2 separate regions of the Triticum aestivum genome follow, and region 1 is linked to region 2. Evidence: chromatin contacts called from public Hi-C data. All regions are on one chromosome and are shown on one strand. Each heading gives the region's core, a stretch centred on a gene start, on an enhancer-like site or on the middle of the called end of the contact. The rest is flanking DNA. Distances are from core to core; before and after follow the strand shown.

Region 1 (4,703 bases), core at 1,246-3,745, 170 kb after region 2:
GAACCAATGTCTGATAACAGTGAATTGAGGGAGGATGGAGGAGGAAGAGGGAGGAACAGTAGGTAGGAGAAGGTAGGGGAGGAGGAGCCGTCGTGCCATGCCTGATCCTACGCGGATACCTCCTCGTGGCCTGCTTCCCTGTATTTGTAGTCGGCACCCTGGTGGGCTTGGCCCACGTACCACCCACGGGCAAGCCCAATGGGTCCCTAACATCCCTCCTTTCTTGAAATGCGGCTTGCCCCCAAGCCGCTGTCATGAGGAGCTCGCCAGGATCCCAGGGTGCTTGGAGGTTCTTGATCATGTTGTGGTCGCCATGGTAGTTGTCGTGGTCGTAGCCATAGTTTAGGTGGATTTGAACTAGCTCAAAGGAGTGGTCGTGGTTGAGGTAGTAGTCGCTGCCATGGGGATCTTGGTAGAGGAAGGCAGTGCCGTCTTTGACATCCCTCCCTTCTTGAGGATCTACTTGTGCACTAGTTGATGCCATGTAGAAGTTGTGTGTTACATAAAGTCCAATCACCAGGATAGAACGGCCTGGCAAGCATCTTGTTGGCTGTTGTAGTTGAGACTTGCACATAAGAGCAACAACAGAAAATGGCATAGTTGCGCCCATAGCAAGGAACTCTTCCCACAGGTGCGCTTGTCGAGTCAATTCCAGTAACAGGAACACCGCCGGTCCTCCGGGATCCCAAAACATGCCCATCTGGTACATGCCCATGTCGAACTCCCATATACATATGGCAGAGACGAGAGGAAAAAGTAAACACTTGCATTGAGCATCACCAATCTTATTGAAATAGAGCCCCAACACCCATTTCTGAAAAGATCCCCACTCGAAGATGCTAATAACAGAAGCACAAACTTCATCTGATTTCGGATATCTTGTACCAGAACCAACCTCAAAGCAATCCCGCAATTCATGATAAACCTTGGTTGATATAAGATGCTGACACTCACAAGTTTCTGAAGCTTCAGTACTAGGCATCTGCAGTTTCATAGTTCTGAAATTGATAATAATTTCCACGCTTTCCAGTTGCTGTACCAGATAGCGATGCATCTGATCGCCACCAGCCTCATTCCCATCAGCAAGATCCCTCCAAAACGATGGCCACGGCGTCGGCCGTAGCCTCATCCACTGCCACCAGACTTGTCGAAACACCATTGCCATCAGCGAGAGCTTAGGTGTGTCGGGAAGGCAGGAGCGCGGGTACTCCGCAGTCAGTAGTACGGGCGCCGCAGGTGCAACAATTTTGTTGGCGTCGTCGTACACGCTGTCGTCACCGTAGAGACTCACCGGGTGAAAACATCGGTGAGGATCACCCCAGGAGCGGCGTCCTCCTCAATGACCGTGTGCGAAGGAAACTGCTCAACTTCCTTGTCATTTCGGATGACGGCGAGCTCGAGGAAGACAACAGTGGTGGCGTTGAGGTCGATGGCGAGGTCAGGGCAGACCGTGGTGGCCTTGTTGACGCTGTTGATGGCGACAACTTGGTCCGAGCAATCCGTCGAACAGGTGATGTGCGCCATCGAGATGCAAGCAGAGGGCACATCATGGATGACCTCGAGGACCTCCTGGGCCTTGGTGGTGGAGGGGACGACGGGGAAGATGGCGAGCTCGGTGACAACTTCTGGAATTGCCGCCACCAATATGTACTCGTCTGTGCCCGTGACTGGGACGCGGCGATCGCTGTCAAGGGAAGACTTGGGGGATGTATCGTGGCCGTGAGGCGGCGTGCTGGTGCTGGCCGCCGCAGGGATGTCGATGGCCCCGACGGACATGCCGTCATGACCAGAGATGGCCGTGGTGGAGTTGGTGAGGTCGACGGCGGTATCAACGGTGGGTGAAGTAGATGCTGGGGCCGGCAACACGTCGAGTGTAGCGCACCACATCTACAGGCGACAACACCGGTAGTAGATGCAACGGCCATCCCAGTATGCGAACATGTGCGCCGAAGTGAATCGGACATCCGCCGCTACACAAGGCTCTCCATCCTCTGATTTTGTTTGGGGATACACCACCAACTGCTCTACACCAAAGGGAGCGAAGAGGGAATACAATACATCAGCAGTGATAGGGTAAATCGCTTGCTCCACGACCATGCTGAGAACCTAATCTGAGGACATTTGGTGGCTAGTCATTTTGTCGAACATGAAGAAGGCGATGACTGGTGGAAAAAAATTGGGACGGAAGGATGGTGGGCTGGCTCTGAATACCAGATGTTAGGTACCCAGTTCACAATCCACTAGCAACACTTCATTACAGGGGAACCAATGTCTGATACCAGTGAATTGAGGGAGGATGGAGGAGGACGAGGGAGGAACAGTAGGTAGGAGAAGGTAGGGGAGGAGGAGCCGCCGTGTCGTGCCTGATCCTACGCGAATACCTCCTCGTGGCCTGCTTCCCCTGTATTTATAGTCGGCACCCTGGTGGGCTTGGCCCACGTACCACCCACGGGCAAGCCCAATGGGTCCCTAACACTGCACGTCGTAGGACGTGATGGGGACGAGCTGCTTTACTCCCGCGACCAGCTCGCGGTTGACGACGACACGCGCCTAGCAGCAGCCGATGCCGTAGCAGAGCTTGCTAGCGTCCAGCCTTGGTTACATGTCGTACGTTAGCCTTGATTACATGTCGTATGTTTGCCAGTCCGCCCCCCTCCCTCCGCGCGCGTGTTGCCGGCGCAGCGGCGGCTTGATCCGGATCGCGGTTGGGCTCATGGCTGGTTGCCGGCGGGGCGAAATAGAGGGCGACGGCGTGGGTGGGCATGGAAGGGCATTTTGACTAGTCAAAGTGCCCAGGTGGCCTTTTTTTTGCCAAGACACCTCTTGACAACCGGAACCCGTCTGTCATAAACAGGCTTAAAGCGTTATAATCCATCAATCAGTGTTATTTGCAAAAAAAAAAACATAGACATGTTTGTTTCTGTCAAAAAATGTAACGTAGTGTTTTTTAAACCTAGCTCTCAAATTGGTGGTTTATTGCAATTTACTCTTTGAAATCTGAAGGGGATAACTCTTCTCACCAAGCATCCAACCAGAGTCCCTAAAAAAAGCATCCAGCCACAGCCTGGTACTCTCATATTTATGTGATTCCCAAACAAGACCCTAATAGCAAGCAGTCTGGGTAAGGAAGAGGAAGGGAACAAATTGTGTTATGAATCATATTATGCAAAGGAAAGCACGTATGAGGAATGCATGACAAGTCAGAACTGTTCTTTGTGATCATTGACATATCCAGGCACAATTCAATTGGTTGAAAAAGAAAGTGAGTTCATCGGACTTAAAACATCACAAACCAACCTAAAAATAGCACAAGAGTATGATGAGAATGAGGTTAGGCCTCTCTAGGATCTTAAGTTGGGAAGGAGACACAAGATATATTTGCCAGAGTTTGCAGACAGCCGGCAGCAGTATCACTGTTCATCTCCATCATCTTCTCTTAGAAGACCAGCCCTTGCGGGATGTTAAATAGAGCACGAATTGTCTCACTGGCCATATCTAAGAGCTGTAAATACTCATCTGCCCCATCGACCAAGCACTGCAAATCATAAAAGTTAAATGAAAGGACTATGAGAAGAATGGAACAGAAGGACCAAGTCTTTTGAGAGATTCATTATGTCATATAGCATATGTAAATCGTGGACTTATTCCGACTGTAAACAAAAAGTCATGTTCTAACTTTGATCGATATTGCTGAAATACTCAGGTCAAGCTTCCCAGAAACCGAGAAGCAGAACATTACTTATCTTAATCCTCCATTATAATCCTGTCATCAAATTTCCCTATGCGTTAATTTTTTTATGTTTTTCGTTCCCAATGCTTTATTTATTTTTTATGTTTTATGTTCCCAATGCTTTATTTTTTTAATTATGTTTTAGATTTCTCTATGGCAACATGCAACTCATGAAAAAATGGTTGTTCTCGTACTACAATTTTGGATGGCTAACCCGTGAAACTAGCATATAAAGAATGAGACAAACCTTATCAGCTTCCCCAAGCTTTCTACATATTCTTGCCTTGTGCTCATCTGGAATATCATCCGCATTAACAATCACATCTAGAAACTGAATGTGAACACTTCAGTCGGTGGTAATTGTAAGATGAAAACAACAGGTAACACATCATGTCATCTATGTATACAAAGAGAAGAGAGCTGACCTGCGAGAGCAGCTGGGAAACTGGATATCCGTCAGCAATAATATTGCTAACTTCCTTGTTTGCCACATCAAATTCACCAGATTTGCATGCTACAAGCAATGACTTGACAATATCTTCAGGGATAGCCTGATGCAGGTGTTAGGAAAGCAACTTATCTTTATTGAAGGCCCGAGGGGCATATATATATTACACATGACTTGAGGTGTAAGGAAACTAAACGTAGACTAATAAGGACTCCTAGACCAATACTAATACTCCTTACCCCCCCCCCCCCCCCCCCTCAAATGCAAAGTGTATGCAATAGCATTGCATTTGAAGAAGTGTAATACTAAAAAAAAACATAATCCAAATCCGCGTCTTGAGAGTGTCGTCGTAGCATGAAGAGTCTTCAAAACCTGTCGAGTCGCCAAAGGGGATAATGAAGAGATGGCACATCAGAGGAAGACACCGCATCGATAGAAGATACAAGAGAAGATGGGTTGTCAAAAGAAGATGGCACATCAAGAGAAGAAGCATTGCTTAAAGAATCATGGCCCATGAAAACCGAC
Region 2 (4,777 bases), core at 533-3,032:
AAAATTAATAATATGGAATCATTCTACAAAAGAACCCAATCAATTAAAAATGTGAAGAGAATTGCATAAACAACAGTTCTGACGATGTGGAGAAAGATTTTCTCTAAAAACGTGGATAAATAATCCCATATATGGAGAACGGGAAAAAAATTCATAGTGTTATAATTGTACGCACCTCCTTTTGTGATTCATAGTGCAAACTGGGCAAAGGTTGTGAACAATAACTACAGAAGTTCTCAGACAGCCTCTCCCAAATCTTTTCGTCCAAGTCTGCAAAGCCAGTATCACCATTTGGCACCTCCAGAGCAGACGAAGTTGATGCCACAGAAGCGATATCCTCTGCTCGGGCACTGCATTTTGGCCGATCAAACAAAATCAGACCATCAATTGACTTCAATGGTGCAGACGCCAGCTGCAGCTCCCCTGTTTGCTCCTCCCTGATTAAAGATGATGCCAGCCTCAAGCCCCGGTGCACAGATCCAGCCGCGAGGTAATTAATAATCCCCCAAGTGTCCAAGAACCTGACTATCCGACTCAGGTCATACAATTCAGCCGTGCTTGTAACAAGCCCCTGGCACTCAGCAAATGCAAGTCTCCTTGACGGGCGCTCCAAATACTTCACAATCACCTTATTCCTCAGCATTATGTACTTCTCTGGTGTATGCCCTGGGGACTTCCCTGAGAAGAAATGTGGCACCACCTGCCTCTCCAACCTGTGTACAGTCGCCGGCGAGAACCAATCTGCAAATTGCAAATCATCCCACATGACCAACAAATGAGAATTAACAATTTGCTCCACAATTTTAGCTTGCTAGAAAGCATCATTGGCGTCAAGAACAAACCTGCGTGTCTGGGGACGACGAGTAACTTGCTGTAGAACTGCTTGGGCACGCCTTGGCATTCCATGAGTGGAGGCACGGTGCAGACATAGGAGGACGGCTTGTCAGGGTCGTTGGACAGGGATGGGTGGTCAGGGAGCATGGCTGCTAGCACCTGGAGCTGCCCGTGCGAAATGTTCTCCAGCGCGGGTGCAGGCGGAGCCGAAGCACAGCTGGCACCAGCCGCCAAGGCACGATCAGCGGCGATAACTGCAAGCACAGAGGGATGGAGCCGGCTGATAGTGCGGCGGGTAGCCGAGGGGAAGCCAGAGACGGGCTCCGCTGAGGAGAGCACCTCCGCCTCCCGGAGGTCGGGCACGGTGTCGTCATCACCGCCACGGGCGCCTAGGGTTTCGCCCCCGTTGGCGGAGCCGTGGAGCGCGTCGTCTTCGTCGTTCGCCGCTGCGGAGTCAGAGTCGTCGGAGTGGTCGGCCCCGCCGGACTGCTTCGATGGGGAGGTGTCCTGTGAGCGCTTCCGCTTCCGCCACTTGAGCTTCGCATCTGGGAGGGAATTAGGGTTTTCGGGAGGGAAGGGCGGCGTCAGTGCGGGAGAAGGGGCTCGTTCCGGAGAATTGCGAGGTGCGAAGGGGTTGGGACGCGTACCTGAGGAGGACGAGGCCTTGCGAGGCATCGTCGCCGGCGCCGGCGGAGGCGGAAACGGTGGTGGAAGCTTGGACTGTGTGCCCGCGAGTGAGGGGGGCCACGGCGGGGCGGATAGGCACGTGCGAGAGGAGTGAGGAGGAGATTTGAGCTCTCTTGTCCGAAATTTTCACTCCATCCTACAGCTCTCCCTCTGAATTCTGAGATCCGAATACCTTAGCAGTGCGTTTGGATGCCCAATTGAGATGCCTGAAATGGAACTGGTATTCTCCAAATTGCAATTCAGCTGTTTGGCTGCAGTCTGAATTGTCGCTTGGAAATAAGACCTAAATTCAGCATTGTATTTTCTTCCATCAAACCTCTTCGTTCCACAATACTGAGCCCTTGCACTCCAATTTAATCCGAATTGACCTTTCCCGCAAAACATACCCCTTCGCTGCCTTATCCCCTCCTTCCTCGGGCAAAAAGAAAAAAAAGGGAGGAACAGGGGCGACCACCAGGGAGCTCGGCCGCCACCACCAGAGATCTCGGCGGCAAGTCCCACGGATCTCCGCGGCCGCACCGAGGTCCGATTCGGCCCCACTCCCTCCTCCTCTTCCCATCTCCTTCCACGCTCCTTCCTCTCGTTCCCATCCCCGTCCGCATCTCGGGGGCCACCACGAGGGCCTCGGCGGCGGCCACAGCAGGACCGCGGCGGCGGAGGCGCCAGTTCTCCAGTCCATCTATTTCTCGTTCCCTCCTCACATTGTCCACGTCCCCAACCACCAGGACCACGACAGCCACCACCAGGGCTTCGGTCGCGGAGGCGCAGGTCTCCTATGGCCAACCCGCCTGGTGCTCTTCCTTCTCCCTCTCGCCAGTCGGCCTCGTGCTCTACCTTCTCCCTCTCGACACAGTCACTCAGGCAACAGCGGGATTTACTTTCTCCAATCTTGTACATGTAACTTGGTTCATTCCCTTTCTCTTCTATGTTAACTAAATTTTTTGTTTATATATTGTGCAGATCTATGAACTGTGCGTCAATCTGCAAGCCAAGTGAAGGTATATGGCAGAAATCCCCTATGTTTTCTATTCATTTGTGCATGTGATGTCTTGCTGCATTGTTTAAATCCTAGATAATCGAATTGTGCAGCTCAATGTCGGATCAATTGGAGTTGGTTGAGTGGATAAATGAAGAAAATAAAAGACGGGAGAGGAAAAGAATTGTTCTGACTAAATTGTTTGTTGAAACATGTGCTTTTGCATTAGCCTTTGTTACTACACAACGGAATAGGGGACCTAGGAACTTTTAATGATGATGAGGACAAGATTAGGAATAGGAAACATTTGCTTAAATGCATGTACTCCCTCCGTCCCAAAATTTTTGTCTTATATTCGTCTAGGTACGGATGTATCTAATACTAAAACGTGACTTGATACATCCGTATTTAGACAAATCTAAGACAAGAATTTTGGGACGGAGGGAGTATGATGGATCTACAATGGCATGCTATGATCAATTGCGCCTAACTAAACGAAACTTTCATGACCTTTGCACCATGTTACGGGAGAGATGTGGCCCTCGTGATAGTGTATATGTGACCGTGGAAGAGAAAGTTGCAATGTTTTTGCTTGTAGTTGGTCATAGTATTAAGACGAGGATGTTGTGTGGCACCTACAAGCGTACTTTATGGACCATCAACACACACTTCTTTGTTGTCCTAAACGCCCTACTCTCTCTACATGGGGAGTTCATTAAGCTACCTTCCTCTACCTCTCAAGCTCCTGATGATTACAAATGGAAGTGGTTTGGTAATGCACTTGGATCACTAGATGGTTGTCATATTGACGTGCTTGTTGATGTGGCTGACCAAGGAAGGTATAGGAACGGAAAGCAAGCCATTACCACTAACATGCTAGGTGTTGTTGATTGGAACATGAAGTTTCTTTATGTGTTACATGGCTCGGAGGGTTCAGTTTCAGATTCGAGAGTTTTGCGTGATGCAATGAGGGTGAACCGCCAAGATGCTTTGTTGTGCCTAAGGGTACGACTCTTACTCTTGGCATGTAGTTTCTTTGACTTGATTGTTAGTTAACTAACTTATTGATATAGGGAAATATTATTTAGTTGATGCTGGTTATACCAATGGAGAAGGATTTCTAGCTCCATCCAGGTCCACTCGGTATCATCTAAAAGAATGGGCTGCAAGTGCACAGCAGCCTCAAACAGCTAAAGAGTTATATAACTTGCGCCATTCGCGTGCTAGGAATGTAGTGGAGCGAACATTTAGCTTGTTCAAGAAAAAATGGGCTATCTTGTGTTCCCAAACCTTCTTTGACATAAAGGATCAGGTACAAAAAGTAAATATGTTGTTAGATAACATCAGTATATGAGATGACAATTGCTTACTATGAACTAAAATATCATTGTAGATTCGAATTATTAGTGCTTATTGTGTGTTGCACAAATTTGCAAGGGATAGACATCATGTCATGGATGATTTGTTATTGCCTGAAGTGGATAATGAATTAGCAAATGCGCCAAGTGATGATCCAGATGATGACAACTTCATTAGAAGTGTGCAAGTCACTACTGAATGGTCCAACTTTAGGCAACAACTAGCTGATGATATGTTTTCTGAGTACCTTGTGGCACAAGGAGAACAAGAGATGGAATAGGATGAGAGTATGATATGTAGCTGCTGGGGTGGTCTTCTTTTGCATAGCTAGCTGCGGTGGTCTTCTTTGGTATAGCTAGCTGCGGTGGTCTTCTTTTGTATAGCTAGCTGCGGTGGTCTTCTTTTGTATAGCTAGCTGCAGTGGTCTTCTTTGGAATAGCTAGCTGCGGTGGTCTTCTTTGGTATAGCTAGCTATGGTGGTCTTCTTTTGTATAGCTAGCTGCGGTGGTCTTCTTTTGTATAGCTAGTTGCAGCTAATGTGATGAAGCATGTGGTATTTTGTATATGCATCATCTTCATGCAACTAATGAATGACATTATGTTTCATGTTTTTTCTCAAACTTAATATTGTATTTGTTTTTTCTATTATGTACAATTTTTATTTCCTTGTAGAACCGTGGCCAAAGAAGTAACTACAAGGAGGAGGAATTACTGCACATGGGATGATGAGATGGATGATGCATTGCTTGATGTCTTAGTTGAGCATCACAACAAGGGTGACCATGCCCAAAATGGATGGAAACCACATGTGTACACGCATGCCATGAGGAATGTGAAGGTCAAGTGCAATAAGGATATCACAGAGGATAACATAAGTGGAAGGATGAGGACTTTGGATCATCACTATGAGGTCGTTAGCAA

The links. A called contact is a pair of places that touch in the nucleus more often than the background predicts.
Region 1: a contact with region 2 is called in a Hi-C map of leaf, with 7 times the contacts expected there. The contact joins the enhancer-like site here to the promoter of LOC123102839 in region 2. A contact is called at or near these places in 3 of 5 Hi-C or Micro-C datasets (all in leaf).

What each region holds. Positions count from the first base shown.
Region 1 is chr5A:227,176,481-227,181,183 of IWGSC CS RefSeq v2.1, forward strand. LOC123102840 (replication factor C subunit 2) reads right to left here. Exons shown (of 12, transcript XM_044524275.1): 10 at 4,156-4,281; 11 at 3,978-4,061; 12 at 3,190-3,535. The coding sequence ends at 3,437. Among protein-coding and RNA genes, the nearest start is that of LOC123102840, 12 kb to the right of the region's middle. Within about 2 kb of position 2,496, at least 7 of the 8 cell types and tissues checked have an H3K27ac peak or open chromatin away from gene starts, as enhancers often do. A contact at or near this core is called in leaf, where this site is marked.
Region 2 is chr5A:227,008,784-227,013,560 of IWGSC CS RefSeq v2.1, forward strand. It overlaps LOC123102839 (SWI/SNF complex subunit SWI3C homolog), which reads right to left and starts at 1,783. Exons shown (of 9, transcript XM_044524274.1): 1 at 1,482-1,783; 2 at 843-1,379; 3 at 176-741. The coding sequence starts at 1,509.